Regions from separate parts of the Gossypium hirsutum genome. Here region 2 is linked to region 1. Evidence: chromatin contacts called from public Hi-C data. All regions are on one chromosome and are shown on one strand. Each heading gives the region's core, a stretch centred on a gene start, on an enhancer-like site or on the middle of the called end of the contact. The rest is flanking DNA. Distances are from core to core; before and after follow the strand shown.

The links. A called contact is a pair of places that touch in the nucleus more often than the background predicts.
Region 2: a contact with region 1 is called in a Hi-C map of leaf, with 2.8 times the contacts expected there. The contact joins the promoter of LOC121216915 here to the promoter of LOC107903527 in region 1. A contact is called at or near these places in 16 of 34 Hi-C or Micro-C datasets (anther, callus, fibers and 4 more).

The regions. Positions count from the first base shown.
Region 1 is chrD05:61,690,470-61,697,160 of Gossypium_hirsutum_v2.1, forward strand. LOC107903527 (double-strand break repair protein MRE11) reads right to left here and starts at 3,871. Exons shown (of 23, transcript XM_016829601.2): 1 at 3,671-3,871; 2 at 3,527-3,573; 3 at 3,319-3,454; 4 at 3,084-3,241; 5 at 2,705-2,795; 6 at 2,292-2,411; 7 at 2,142-2,210; 8 at 1,942-2,033; 9 at 1,667-1,769; 10 at 1,474-1,581; 11 at 1,315-1,377; 12 at 1,149-1,220; 13 at 917-994; 14 at 179-241; 1 more. The coding sequence starts at 3,543.
Region 2 is chrD05:61,822,939-61,829,629 of Gossypium_hirsutum_v2.1, forward strand. LOC121216915 reads right to left here and starts at 4,136. Exons shown (of 4, transcript XR_005913126.1): 1 at 2,268-4,136; 2 at 1,618-2,067; 3 at 780-1,438; 4 at 1-313. It overlaps LOC121216917 (a long non-coding RNA gene), which reads left to right and starts at 4,449. Exons shown (of 2, transcript XR_005913127.1): 1 at 4,449-6,691.

The sequences.
Region 1 (6,691 bases), core at 2,621-5,120:
TTTCAGCAGGCATAAGCTTGTTTACCTTCTTTCTGACTCCTTTTAGAAGACTTGGAGAATATAAGAATATCTTGAGGATTTGCAACCTGCAAATATTGAATTCTAATAATTTAGTGTGTAAATGAAAGAAAAATGAGAACTTATTCATCGTATGGTACAAGCAATAGCCTCAAGATACCTTCCCAACATACTTCTGCCCGAATCTTTGAGGATTTATTGTCATGAATCCAGAGTAATCCACCTAAATATCGCAGAGTAATATTGAAAAGGTTATCTCTGAATGCTAAGGTACATTCTTTTTGGAAATCAACGCCTTACAGAATCAAGACAAGCATAGAGTAAAGTAGAATAATAATAAAAAATTGCAAATAATACAGGATGGATGATCTAAGAAACAAAAAAGAAAAAAAGGGGATGTGTAAGCATTTTCCAAATGATGAAGTGCTAGCAACAAAGATACCATGACGAAAGTTTTCTGAATATAGTAAAAGATTTTAGACATATGACTCATTTGACAACATCGAAATTTTTAAGTGAGATCCTTTATATCTGTCACCATATAGCAACCCTCACATCCAACAATAAAACATCATAAAAAGGGGGGGGGGGGAGGAAAAGGAGAATGCAAGGGGAGATAAAGAGGATAGAGGTAGTTGAAAAGAAAAATGCATAAAAGAAATCATGGCTAAAAATAAATCAAAATAGAAAAAAGGGTTGTTGGGCTTAGTTGAGTTAGAGATCTTTAACAGTCTTTCTTCAATTTCCTTCTTGAGTGTGATACACACTAGAGTGCAAGGGAAAGGGACAGATTGTTCTACCTCTCAAAGGTGAAACATGTCAGTGGGAAAGAAAAAAACTCAGGTGTACACATAAGCTATCATAGTAGCATTGTTCACAAAACAGAGTCTGAAATTACCTTAACTCGGACTAATGGGAGCTTCTGCTCTGATCCATTGACAGCTTTCCTATTAGATTTCTCAATCAGACCGCTCACCTAAATCAAAAGTTAAGTTATTACTAAGAAGTTGGCAAAGGATTTTGTCCCTACCATAAATAACTAAAAGACTTAATTTGTTAAACTTCTCTATTGGATAATATAGGAACTCAGAAAGTCCAAAACTGTTATCTCATGCAAGAAAGAGACTTGCCACTTTGTCCAAATGTTCAAGAATTGAGTTTTGATCATTGGGATCAATGTCAGGTTCGTCCTTCAGCACAACCTAAATCATGAACATGAGTAAGATAAAAGAACTATTCTCAACTTCTTGCCTTTTGAAATACTTTTAAAAATAATTAAAAACGGAACTGCTTTACCTCGGTATATTCAAAGGGCCTCACTGATGTCAAAGGTATTTTGTTTGGACGATATTGATTTCCCTACAAAAAAAGCAGCAAATTATGGAGAGAAAATATAATGAAGAAACAGATGCTGATTGATTACATGAAAAATCCAATCTTTCATAGACATGCAACCTTAATTTCTAAAAGGAGCACATGTTTTGGCTTTGATTCTCCATCAATCAGTGACGTTGCAACGGACGAACCTGGTTGAGTAATGTGAAATCCCATCCCTGGTACTTCCTATGAAATTAAAATCAACCTTCAATTTTTTTTGCATCCTCAAAGGTATAAAGGCTAAGACAAAAATATTTTACACCTCCAGCACCTGAGGGTCAATAAGACATTCATGTTCATGTCCCCACACTACGAAATCAAGGAAGCGTGGTAAGAAGCGCTCATTTATCGCATTTTTAGCATTCATCTTCACTCTGCAAGCCACATTATAAAAAGATTTAATATGTCCGAATGTGAATTTACATCATAACATCCTTTTCCACTTCTAATTTTGGTCATGCATGAAATAACTCAATCAAAACACAGAACATACGTAAACATGATACACGCAGACATGGACTAGCAACAACCACACACACACAGAACCTGTTCTGATGAAGCACCAGAATGTTGAACCAATCAGACACTTCACATCCTTCTTGAGGTTCAGGTCGCATCCATTGCACGGCATGGGGGGTCTGAGAAACCAAATACAATAAACCAAATAAACAGGAATTTTAACTGAATATTCAGGAACTCAGAAACTAATGAGCTGTAAAAATGATCAACTTTAACTTGTAGAGTACCTGAAACATTCTGTTGAGCCGCTCATCTCTAATATTCCCAAGACCATAAAGAGCTACAGCAGTTGAGCCCTGCAATTCAAAAAGAAACATAAGTTTTCCAATGAAAGACAATTACCTTTCTAGCTCATATTAACAAAATGACAAGCAGACCTTCCTGATAAGAATAGGGTAGAGTGTAATCTGACCAACGCCTGAACCACCAAGAACCATTTTCCCGAAGTAGTTGACAAGGTTACATGCAGAAAGAATATCAACTGCAGAAAGGTTGTCCTGTCACCAATAAACACTTAGGAACAGAACACACAAACAATTTTAAGAACAGCAGACTTATTCACTCTATGAAAACAAGATTACCTAACAAATCAAAAAGGGAGTAAACAGTTGGAAAGTTCTATCTATGATTATCGTATCCCATATGTAGATAGACATGGGATTAGAGAAACATGAAAATTTATGAGACATAGGATGGAACACCAAAATTAGAGAAAAGGTTGAACAAGCAAGATTTATCTATAGAATGAAAGATACAGTGGGGGAAAGGCATGTTTCAATGAATTCCTTACCACTCCAGCAGGGTCATCATGGTTTCCATGAATGCTAAACACGGGCAAGCCAACATTGAAGTGAGGATCTTCATAATTCACATGCCCAAATCTGTAAAGAGAGCAATGCATTTTACAAATGAACGTGATAAAATCTGTGAACCAGCTATCAAGCAACCAATGGAAAGAGCATATTTGCATATCGGGTGCATATAAGTAAATGAACTTACTTTAATTAACTAAACAAATTTACCAAAAAAAGAAAAACATTTGAGCATAGAATCATTGATTAAATATTATCACATCACTAGCTAGACAAAAATATGAGCCTTATGACTTATGGCAAAGTACAAGACAAAGATAAGATACAATACGACACTGAAAAAGAGAGAACCATTACGCATTCTGAAAATTCACAGTCTGGTCACTAACAACTTGAAACTGCACAGGTTGATCATTAAGGCAATGCCGACGAAGAATCTCAATGGCCTTAACCAAAGTTGACCTCGAAGGCTTATTTTCATGGAAAAGATCTCCTCCAAGAAGTAAAAAGTCCACCTAATACCAAATCACAGTCAGTGCATACCAACACTAAAAGAAATTAAGGAAGAAATTCCATGTTTTAGCAAATATACCTGTCTTTCCTCCGCAATTGAACATATTTCATCAAATGATTGAAATGAATCATGTCGTCGTATTTCATCTTTCTCCATATAACCTAAATGACAATCCGTCGCTACTAGTATTCGAAGTGTGTTGCTACTATCCTCACTGCAAATTTTTTTTCCTTCAATACATAATATTCAGCCCCAAAAAAAAAACAAAAAAAAGGAGAAATTGTACCTTCTTGAGTCGGCCATAGTAATAGATTAAGCTCTAAAATTCAAAACCTGAAACAAAAAAACAAACAAAGAAAGAACTTAGTTTTCAACAGCAAGTAAATCAAATAAAAAGGAGAAAATATATTAAAAAAGAGGGGGGGAGTACGAGATTAGCTGCCAAAATAAGTGATATGAACTGTAAAAATTTTCCAGTTTTTGTATGAAGTTGAGAAAGTGAAGGAAAAAAAACCGGCGCGTAATTTCAAAGAAGAAGGGGGAGAAGAAAATGAGACAGAATTTGGGGGAGACAATAACCCGGTCCACGTAACCCGGTTCCAAGAAGAAAAGGGGTCTAATATGGTGGAGCTGATGGTCAGAAGATTCTGTTCGAGTTTTATATTTGAAATTAGTATTTTGGAGAAAATTGAGATGTAATTTATATAATTAGAAAATTAAAATTAAAATTTACATTTTTTATTTTTTATTTTTAATTTAAAATTTTTACTTCAATTGTTGACACCATTTTTTTTATGAAAAACGGGGTCGACTTGGGTTTTGAAAAATGAAACGAAAACGGGAGTCGCCACCAATCCTTTTTTTATGAGGTGTGATTGGATCACCTCGAAAAGGGGTTGTTTTTAATAAACGGTTTGATTTTATTAAAACAACAAGTTTGGTCCACGAAATTCAGAAAAACGGGTTCGACAGTCGATTACGCACGAGGAAGGATTAGCACCCTCGATACGCCCAAAATTGGTACCTAGTTGATTACTTAATGTCTTAGTGTCGAAGAGTGAAAACTTTGAAGAATTTAAAAATACGGTCCTTGTATTAAAAAGTTGAAAATTTTCAGGAAAAGGGCATGTTTCACGTTATTCGAGAAAGAGAATCATATCAGTAAGTTAGGACACAATGTCTCGAATTCCCGGTACGCGAATGAAAATACTTGTTCAAAAGACATTTAACTATCTTGGATAAAAAAGGGATCACACCAGTAAGTTAGGACACGATCCTTTTTTAATTCCCGATATCGTTTAAAACTTGAGTTTGAAAAGATTCGTGTAATAAAGTTTGAAAGAATATTCAATTGTTTAAATCAAATGAAGAAATCGCAACACAATACGTTAGGGCACAATTTCTCAAAATATTAAACATTGAATATTGCATTTATTTCGAAAGATCCTCGTCTCGAGAAAACGTGTCACATCCAATGCGTTAGGATACAACATATTGGATTCTCGATAACAAGCTTTTTATCATTTTTAAAAGAGTAATCTCGATTATTTAAATTCAACGAAAAAAGTCGGAACCCAATACGTTAGGGCTCGATTCTCTCGAAAATCTAAAATACCGAGTATTACTTATATTATTAAAATTTCTTTTTCGGAGTCTAAATAAAAATGGGTGTAATGAAATAACGAGGATAATGATGTAAGTAAAATAATAATACGAGCAATAGCATCAAAGATAAGATAAATAAAAAAGGGGCAAATCAAAATAAATATAAGCAAATAAAGTTAAAGCATTCTTTTAAAATAATAACAAAAATGAAATAAATAAATAATAAATACAATTAAATATAAAAATATATATACGGACATAAACTAAAATATGTGTATACATAAATTAACAAAATATATAAAGTATATCTTAATATATAAAAGAAAAAAAATAAATATGTATGTATGTATATAAATTAAAATATATGAAGTAATATGTATGTATTTATGAATTTAAAAAGTATAAAAAGGGGATATTTTAAACTATAAAGATTATATATAAATATGTATATATTTATGAAAATGAAAATATGTATATAGATATATAGATATGTATAGAAGTTGTAAAATATATAAAAATATATAAGTATATATATGTTACAAAAATAATGTATGTATATCATAAAAATATATGTACGTATATACATGTACCGAAATTTTAATAAAATAAATATAAATAAGTATGTAATAATGATAATAATAATAATAATAAGACTAAAAAAAGGGACTAAATTGAAATAGAGATGAAAATACTGGGCGAATTTAAAAAAATGAGAAGGATTAAGTTGCAACGCGCGCCGAAAGGAAGGGACCAAAACAGTAAATAAACCAAGAACTCAAAACGCGGCACTTTAGCGGACTAAATTGAAACAAACAGAAAACTTTGGCTAAATTGAAATAAAAGAAAATAATGAAAAGGGGGTAAATTGTAACGCGCTTCAAAGTCAGAGGGACTGCGCGTGTAATTATTCCATTTGAAGAAAACACGCGGATCTTCCCCTTCGGGTCGGGTCGATGCGCGGGTCCGTGGGAAAAAACGACGTCGTTTTAGGCTATTAAGCCCAGCCTTAAACGACGTCGTTTAGAGGGGCCTTATAAAATTCATTTTTTCTTTAAAAATTTCATTTTTCTTCCTTTCTAAAAAGAAAAACCAGAAAACACTCTCAAATATTCTCCCCTTTCGGCCATGGCCGGACTTAGGTCGCCGGTGAGCCTTCGCCAGAGTGCCACCATGTATGGCGGCCGGAGACTCAAAATCGGACCTTTTTGGTTCCTTTTTGAAGCCGACTGCCTCTAAGCCACGGATCTAAGGCCGAACCTCGTGAAAGATACACGAAAGACACAAAAACAGAAGCGAAACCACTCGGTCCTCCTTCCTCCGGCGCGGCGCAAGTACGGTTTTCTTTCCCTTTTTTTACTTTGTTAATTTAATAATTATTATTTGGAATGAAATAAAGATGACAAAAAGAGCAGAAAATAAAAGAAAAAAATCAAAACCTTTGGAAATCTTTCCTTTCTTTTATTGCCGAATGTTCATGGAACAAAGAAGGAGCGGAACCCCTTTTCTGGTATTTTCCTGGCCTTTTTATAGCCTCTTAATACACATTTTATTTTACTTTTACTACTGCTTTGCTATTTTTTCTCTTGCTTTGCGTGTTTGGTTTCCGTTTTGCAGGTGTTGCAGGCGGCAGTTGTAGTGGCAGGGCAAGTGGACGTGCGGCGGGGTGGTTGGCTAGCAGGCCCTAGGGTCAGCAGATGCGGCGCCTAGGGTTTCAGATTGAAACCCTAGGCAGATTTTTTAAAAATTGGGCCTGGGTTTGTATTGGGCCTCAGGTTTAGGCTAAGTTATTGGGCTGAGGGGTTGATGGTTGTTGGGTAAGTTAGTTGGGCTAATGTTTTTGGGTTTT
Region 2 (6,691 bases), core at 2,886-5,385, 130 kb after region 1:
ATTCTGCCTGAGCTGTTGTTGTCCAAGCGGGGCTTTGAAAAGCTTCGAAAATAGAAACAGGTTCCTGGTCAGTCAACAAAGAGGAAAAGACTTTAGGTTTGTGAATACCACTCTTTGACCTGGTTTGCATGGGATGAATATTAACTGGTACAGGTTCTCGCACAAAAATAGCAAGTTGATTTGCCAAAGTCAGTACACGAGCTAAGTTGACCGAGTCTGTATGCTGTCCTGAAGCAGCAGGTGAACACATATCAAAAGATGCAGCATGTGCTGTAGTTTGAGGAGAAGAAGTACGAACCCTTGAGAACAAAAACTGCATGGAAAAATGATGACCATTATTGACAACTATAGGAAGATGAGACTTCTAATGGTCTAATCAAATGCAAGCCAATGGAGACTTTGGTAAGAAACCAGAGGCAAAAGGATGCTGAGATTCATCAAAGACGATATGTCTCGAGACAAAAATACGACCCTCGTTATCAGGGCACTTGTAACCTTTCTAATTAGCACTAAACCCAAGAAAGACACACCTCTTTGACCGAAACTATACCTTGTGTTGTTAGAAGGGTCTCAAATAAGGATAGCAAGTGCACCCAAATACTTTAGGATGAGAATAAGTCGGCTGTAAGTTATAAAGCTTTTTATAAGGACTGCACTGTTGAAGTATGGGAGTGGGTAGCCGGTTGATTAAATGAACAGAATGAGCAAAAGCATGTGACCAAAACTCCAAGTGCATGGACGCTTGAGCTAATAAAGTGAGGCCCATGTCAACAATCTACCTGTGTTTTCTCTCTGCCACTCTGTTTTGTCCTGAAGTGTGAGAACATGTGACCCTATGTTGAATCCCAAGGTGAAATAGTTCACTCAAAAGAGACCGATATTACCATCCCCAGTTGCTTTGAAACATCTTAATAGAGTAGCCAAACTGCACTTTGACCAAGTGATAAAAGTGAGTGAAACACTTGAGAACGTTAGACTTTACCTTTAAAAAATAGAGCCAAGTATATCTACTATGCATATCAATAAACGATACATAGTAGGAAAAACTATTGGACTTCACATGTATTGGTCCCCAAACGTCAGAAACTACAAGTTTAAATGGTGATGAGTAAACTGTTTTTGAATGAGTAAAAGGCAATTTGTGTGCTTTTCCTAGCTGACAAGAGGAACACACACTAGGTAAACTATCTTGTTTGAAAAGAACATTACAAATACGTAACATATGACTTAAAACATTATTACAAGGGTGTCCCAGCCTAGCATGCCACACCATAGCAGATGATGAAATAAGCTGCATATTGTTAACTTGAGTGGAACTAAAACTCTGAGCACCAACTGACTTGGAAGGAATTTTGAACGAATCACCATGAGAGACATCAAACCTGTAGAGACCATTATGCATGCGACCCTCCAGTAGAGTTGTCCCTGTCTGTATGTCCTTCACAGAACAAAATAGTGGGTGAAACTCAAAATATACATTATTATCCCTTGCAAATTGTCCTACTAACAGCTAGTTCTTACAAACATAAGGAATGTGAAGGACACTTCTGAGATGTAATAGCCTAGACCTAACCATCAAAATAGAAGAACCTACATTATGTATGGGGACCAATTTACCATTTCCCATAGAGACTCGGGCTGTACCCGCATAGGAGGAAGGAGCATGAAGATTGGATAGGTCAGGGGTGATATGATTTGTTGCCCCTGAATTAGGATACCACGCCTTATCGATGTTGGTAGAAGTTGAACCTCGAGAAACACTCTAACTTGTAAAACCAGGACTGGATAAAATTGTCCCACAATAGTGAGGAGCAGAGTAACATGTAGAAGAAGAAGGTGAGACTCCTTGTTCATGAAGTTGATGACAATTAACCTGCACCGAAGATCATGTCCTACCTTAGAAAAATTTTCATCGAACCGATGATAACAGGTCTGAACCTTATGACTTATCTTTCCATATAGTTGACATTGTGGTCTAGAGCGTGACCAGCTCCGTCCACCACTACGAGCCCTTCCACGAGACCAGCCTCTGCTTGTCCCCTTGGACCTTACCGAGACTCTTGAAATCTGCGAGAAGAAGCTCTAGACCGATTCAAATTATCTGTACTAGAAGCTAGCTTGCAGCGGAACATAATTTAATGAGACTGTCTGTCGTGCTTCACAATCAAGAAGTAATTCTCCTAACAAGTCTAGAGAAACAGGAGTTGCCGAAGTAAAGATACGAATAAATTTATATTTTATAGAAAGACCAGATAAAAGATACTAACTTGTTCTTGTTCAGTAACAAGACTCCTTGATGCAGTTAAACCATCAATCAATTGTTGCACCTTGGACAGATATTCCTTAACCGTAAGGCTCCCTTTATTGATCGAGTAGAGAGAATGACGCATATTGAAAATCTTGATGGTGGACTTCTTTCCAAACTATCGTTCAATTGTAGTCCAAACTTTAAAACTGGTTTTGGCCATTGTAAGATGAGTCAGGATGTCATCTGTAACTGTGGGTAACAACCAAGAAGCCAAAAACTTATCCTGCCTTTTGTGAACAAGAAACTCAGGATTATCAACAAGTTGACCTTCACTTTCCGAGATAAAGGGTGAGGGAATGGACACCGTACCAAGAACGAATCCCTCAAGACCATACCCTTCAAGAATCAATAAAAGTTGATATTTCCATAACAAGAAATTATGTTCTCTAAGTTTCACAGTATCATGTTTAGAAAAATACTGAACCGTACGCAAAGAGGAATTACCAGCCCCACGGGAGTAAACAGCTTCACCATTATTTGATGAATACAAAGGAGTATCCATTGTTGGAGTACCTTCTGTGACCATGGCGGGAAAGAAAGTAAAAAAAATTATAGCAAGAACCTAGCTCTTCATACCATTTAATATATTTTCAAAACTTATTATTCAGAGAGTAGTCTGCTGACTATTTAATACATGAGTAGTGATAACTGCTTTAACAGTAAACTGACAGTAACTAACTACTGACTACTTTAAATTGCCTTTGACATATACTCATAACAGGAAGAGACCTACAAGATCGAATAGCGGTGTGGGTCAGGCAACAAAAAAGGTAAGGAGGAGGACAGATCATTCGCCGGACGTAGATGATCCGATAGTGGATAAAATTGGTCAGAAGATTGAAGATGTGGGAGTGGATAAATTGTCGTATAAGTCTATGTTGATGGGCACTTCCCCGTATGTCTATTTTCCAAAGAATGAGGATGAGTTTATACGTTATGATGGAGATGTGGTCACGAAGTTAGTAAAAGGAATTTCATCGATTGCCTTTTTTGATCGGCTTCATAAGTTCATTGAGAGGAAGATGGCTAGGACCATTATTGTCAAACATCTTGGTAGGAAAATTGGTTTCAATGCTTTACTTAATAATGTGACGACTTTGTGGAGCTCCAGACAATCTATACAACTTATGGACTTAGAGAATGGCTACTACTTAGTTCGGTTCCAAGATGAAGGAGATTTTAATAAGGTGTTGGTTGGGGGGCCTTGGGTAATATTTGGTCAATATCTCACTGCGCGTCATTGGTCACCGGATTTTTTGGCATCGGATAATGAAATGGATATCCAAGTGGTGTGGATCAGGTTACCTTGTTTGTCAGAAAGATATTACTCAAAATGCTTGCTTCGTGTTATCAAACAAGCTATAGGGCCAGTGGTCAAACTTGATACTCATACGAATAGTGGAAGGCGGGGATGTTTTGCTCGGTTGACGGTATGTTTGGATTTAAAGAGACCATTGGTGACGAAAGTCAAGATTAATGGTCGTATACAACGAGTTGAGTATAAATCTTTGCCAGTTGTGTGTTTCAATTGTGGGCTTTATGGGCATAATTTTGATCTGTGCTCAGGGAGCAAGAATAATGAATCGGATTGTGGTGTTCATGGGGAAGAATCGGTGGTTGAAAACATAGGTACTCAAAGATGTGTGGAAGAGGAGAATCATGGGCCATGGGTGCTTGTGGATCGAAGGCAAAGCCGAAGGGTACATCATGTAGAAACAACAAGGGACGATGACTCCGAAAATTGATTAGGAGGTTCACGATTTTTAGTTCTTGCAGTGGATCTAGGTGTTAATGATCACGTACTCATGACCATGGATGGAGGGAATCAGCTTGGTCAAATCAAAATGCGTGATTTAGGGAAGGATTTTAATGCAAATTTTGGAGAATCGGGACAAAAGGAATCTAATTTGGGGGAAGAAAGGGATGACTACGCTTAATGGGAAAGGAATCATGCTTGTTGGTGGACCTAAATCTGGTACAAAGGCATTAAGGCCCATTGATTTCAATATTGGGTTGGCAACTAGGAAATGAGGGAATGTGTTCGATGATGGTTCTGAAATAGGCCCAATAGATCCAAATGCTAAGGATAAGGGCTTTGATTTTTCACCTGTGACTTTTAAGTCAAATTTGGACAAAAAAAAAACATGGTGCAGTTCAGGTAGGGGAAAGAAAATCACATATTTCACTTTGAGAATCAAGTGTAGGGTTCCTAAATCCGGATGCGCAAGCAAGTGTAGATGGTGTTATCCAACAGATCTCGAGTCGGAAGGTGATGAATTTGTATCCGTATTTTCTGGAGTTCTCTGGAGTGACAATGTTTTCTTCAACCTTTTGAATTTGCATTCGTAGATGATTCATATGAGGGTTGGTAACAGACAAGGACCCTTTAAATTTTTATGTTCCATAGTGTATGCTAGCCCTTAACCAGCTAAGCGAAGTACGTTATGAGATTTTTTTTATTTCTTTTGCTGAATCCATTAGGGAGTCGTGGACTATAGCAGGAGACTTTAATTCGATATTGGAGCCATTGGAACAAGTGGGTGGGTAAGTGAGCATGCGTTGTGGATATAGTAGCTGTCTGTCTTTTCTGTTTGATAATGGCGTCCGTGACTTGGGGTTCAGCGGGCCTCGATTCACTTGGAGTAGAGGCAATCTATCACAGCACTTGGGTAGGGTAATGTGTAACTTGATTTGGGACTCGTTTGCGCTAAATTGCTCAATACGAAATTTGCACCGCCTGAAGTTGGATCATAGGCCGATTTTGGTTTCTCTCAATCCATTGCAAAATAGAGGTAACAGACCATTCCGTTACTTAGCTAATTGGTTGCTCCATGCTGAGTTTAATGGCCTTGTAAGTAACAGTTGGAAGTATGATATGGATCTGATTTCTAATTTGGAGCTTTTCAAAAAAAAAAAAAGGGTTCAAGAATGGAATAAACATGTTTTTGGGAATATTTTTGTTTGAAAAAGGAGGCTGATTTTCGGAACATGAGCATATTTGAGGAATTTTGGAGTTTAGGGATTCAGATAAACTTTGTGATCGGGAAGTGAAATTACGACACGAGGTAGATGATATCCTGAAGCATGATGAGTTGTTATGGTTTCAAAAATTTAGAACATAATGGCTTACGAATGGAGATAGAAACACAAAGTATTTTTCATAGCCGTACTATGGCTAGGCGAAAGAAAAATAAGGTGGAAGGACTTAAAATTGGGAATGATGATAGGTGTTTTGATTCGAAGGTCCTACAACATGTGGTGGAATCTTTTTAAAGAGATTTATTTTGTAGATTATTCAAGCAATGGAGCCTTGTCTAGTAGAGGTAGTTTTCTTGAGATTTCTCCATTAGAGAAGGATAACCTAATAATGGGAATCAGTGATGAGGAGTTCGTAAGGCAGTTTTTGGAATGGCACCATTGAAAGCATCAGGAGTGGACAATTTTCATGCAAAATTCTTTCAGTCACAATGGGATACTCTTGGTGGTTCGGTTTGTTGTATGGTGCGGCAAGTTTTAGAAGGGCATCAGTTGATTCCATGGCTAAATAGAACATTATTGGTTCTTCGGCCAAAAGTTTAAGGTCTGGAAAGAATTTTGGAATTTCGGCCAATAAGTTACTGTACGGTGTTATATAAAGTTATTATGAAGGTGCTAGTTAATAGATTAAGGTTGTTGATGCTGAAGATTACTAAGCAGAATCAAGCTGGCTTCGTTGCAGGTAGAAACATATCAGATAACATTGTAATGGCACAGAAAACTATTCATTCTATGAGGACTTTCAAAGGAAGAAAAATGGGGATGGCTTTAAAGATTGACCTGGAAAAAGCATACAATAGGGTTAGATGGGAATTTTTTGGAAGATACATTGTTTGAAGCTGGACTACTGCCTTTGCTAGTCACAGTGATTTTAAATTGTGTTTCATCGTCATCTCTTTAGATCCTCTAGAATGGAGCGATGACGAATACTTTTCGACCAGCATGTGGTATTCGTTAAGGAGATCTGCTCTTGCCTTATCTATTTGTGCTATGCATGGAGCATTTGGGACATTTTATTGAGGAAGCAGTTGAACAGTGAAGTTGGAAGCCACTATTTTTATATAGGAGAGGTCCGGCCTGTCTTATCTCTTTTTTTTTTTTTTTTTTTGTAGATGACCTGATTTTTTTTATGAAGACAGATAGGGAGCAAGCATATGGTTAATAGTATCCTAAGTACGTTCTTTCATTTTTTGGGACAACAAGTAAATAAGAATAAGTTACAAGTGTTCTTTTCACCTAATATTCCTGATGAATTAGCAAAAGAAATATGCAGTGATGTAGGTTTTGTGCGTGTGGACGACCTTGGTATGTATCTTGGCATGCCTCTTTTTCACAAAAGAGTTGTGA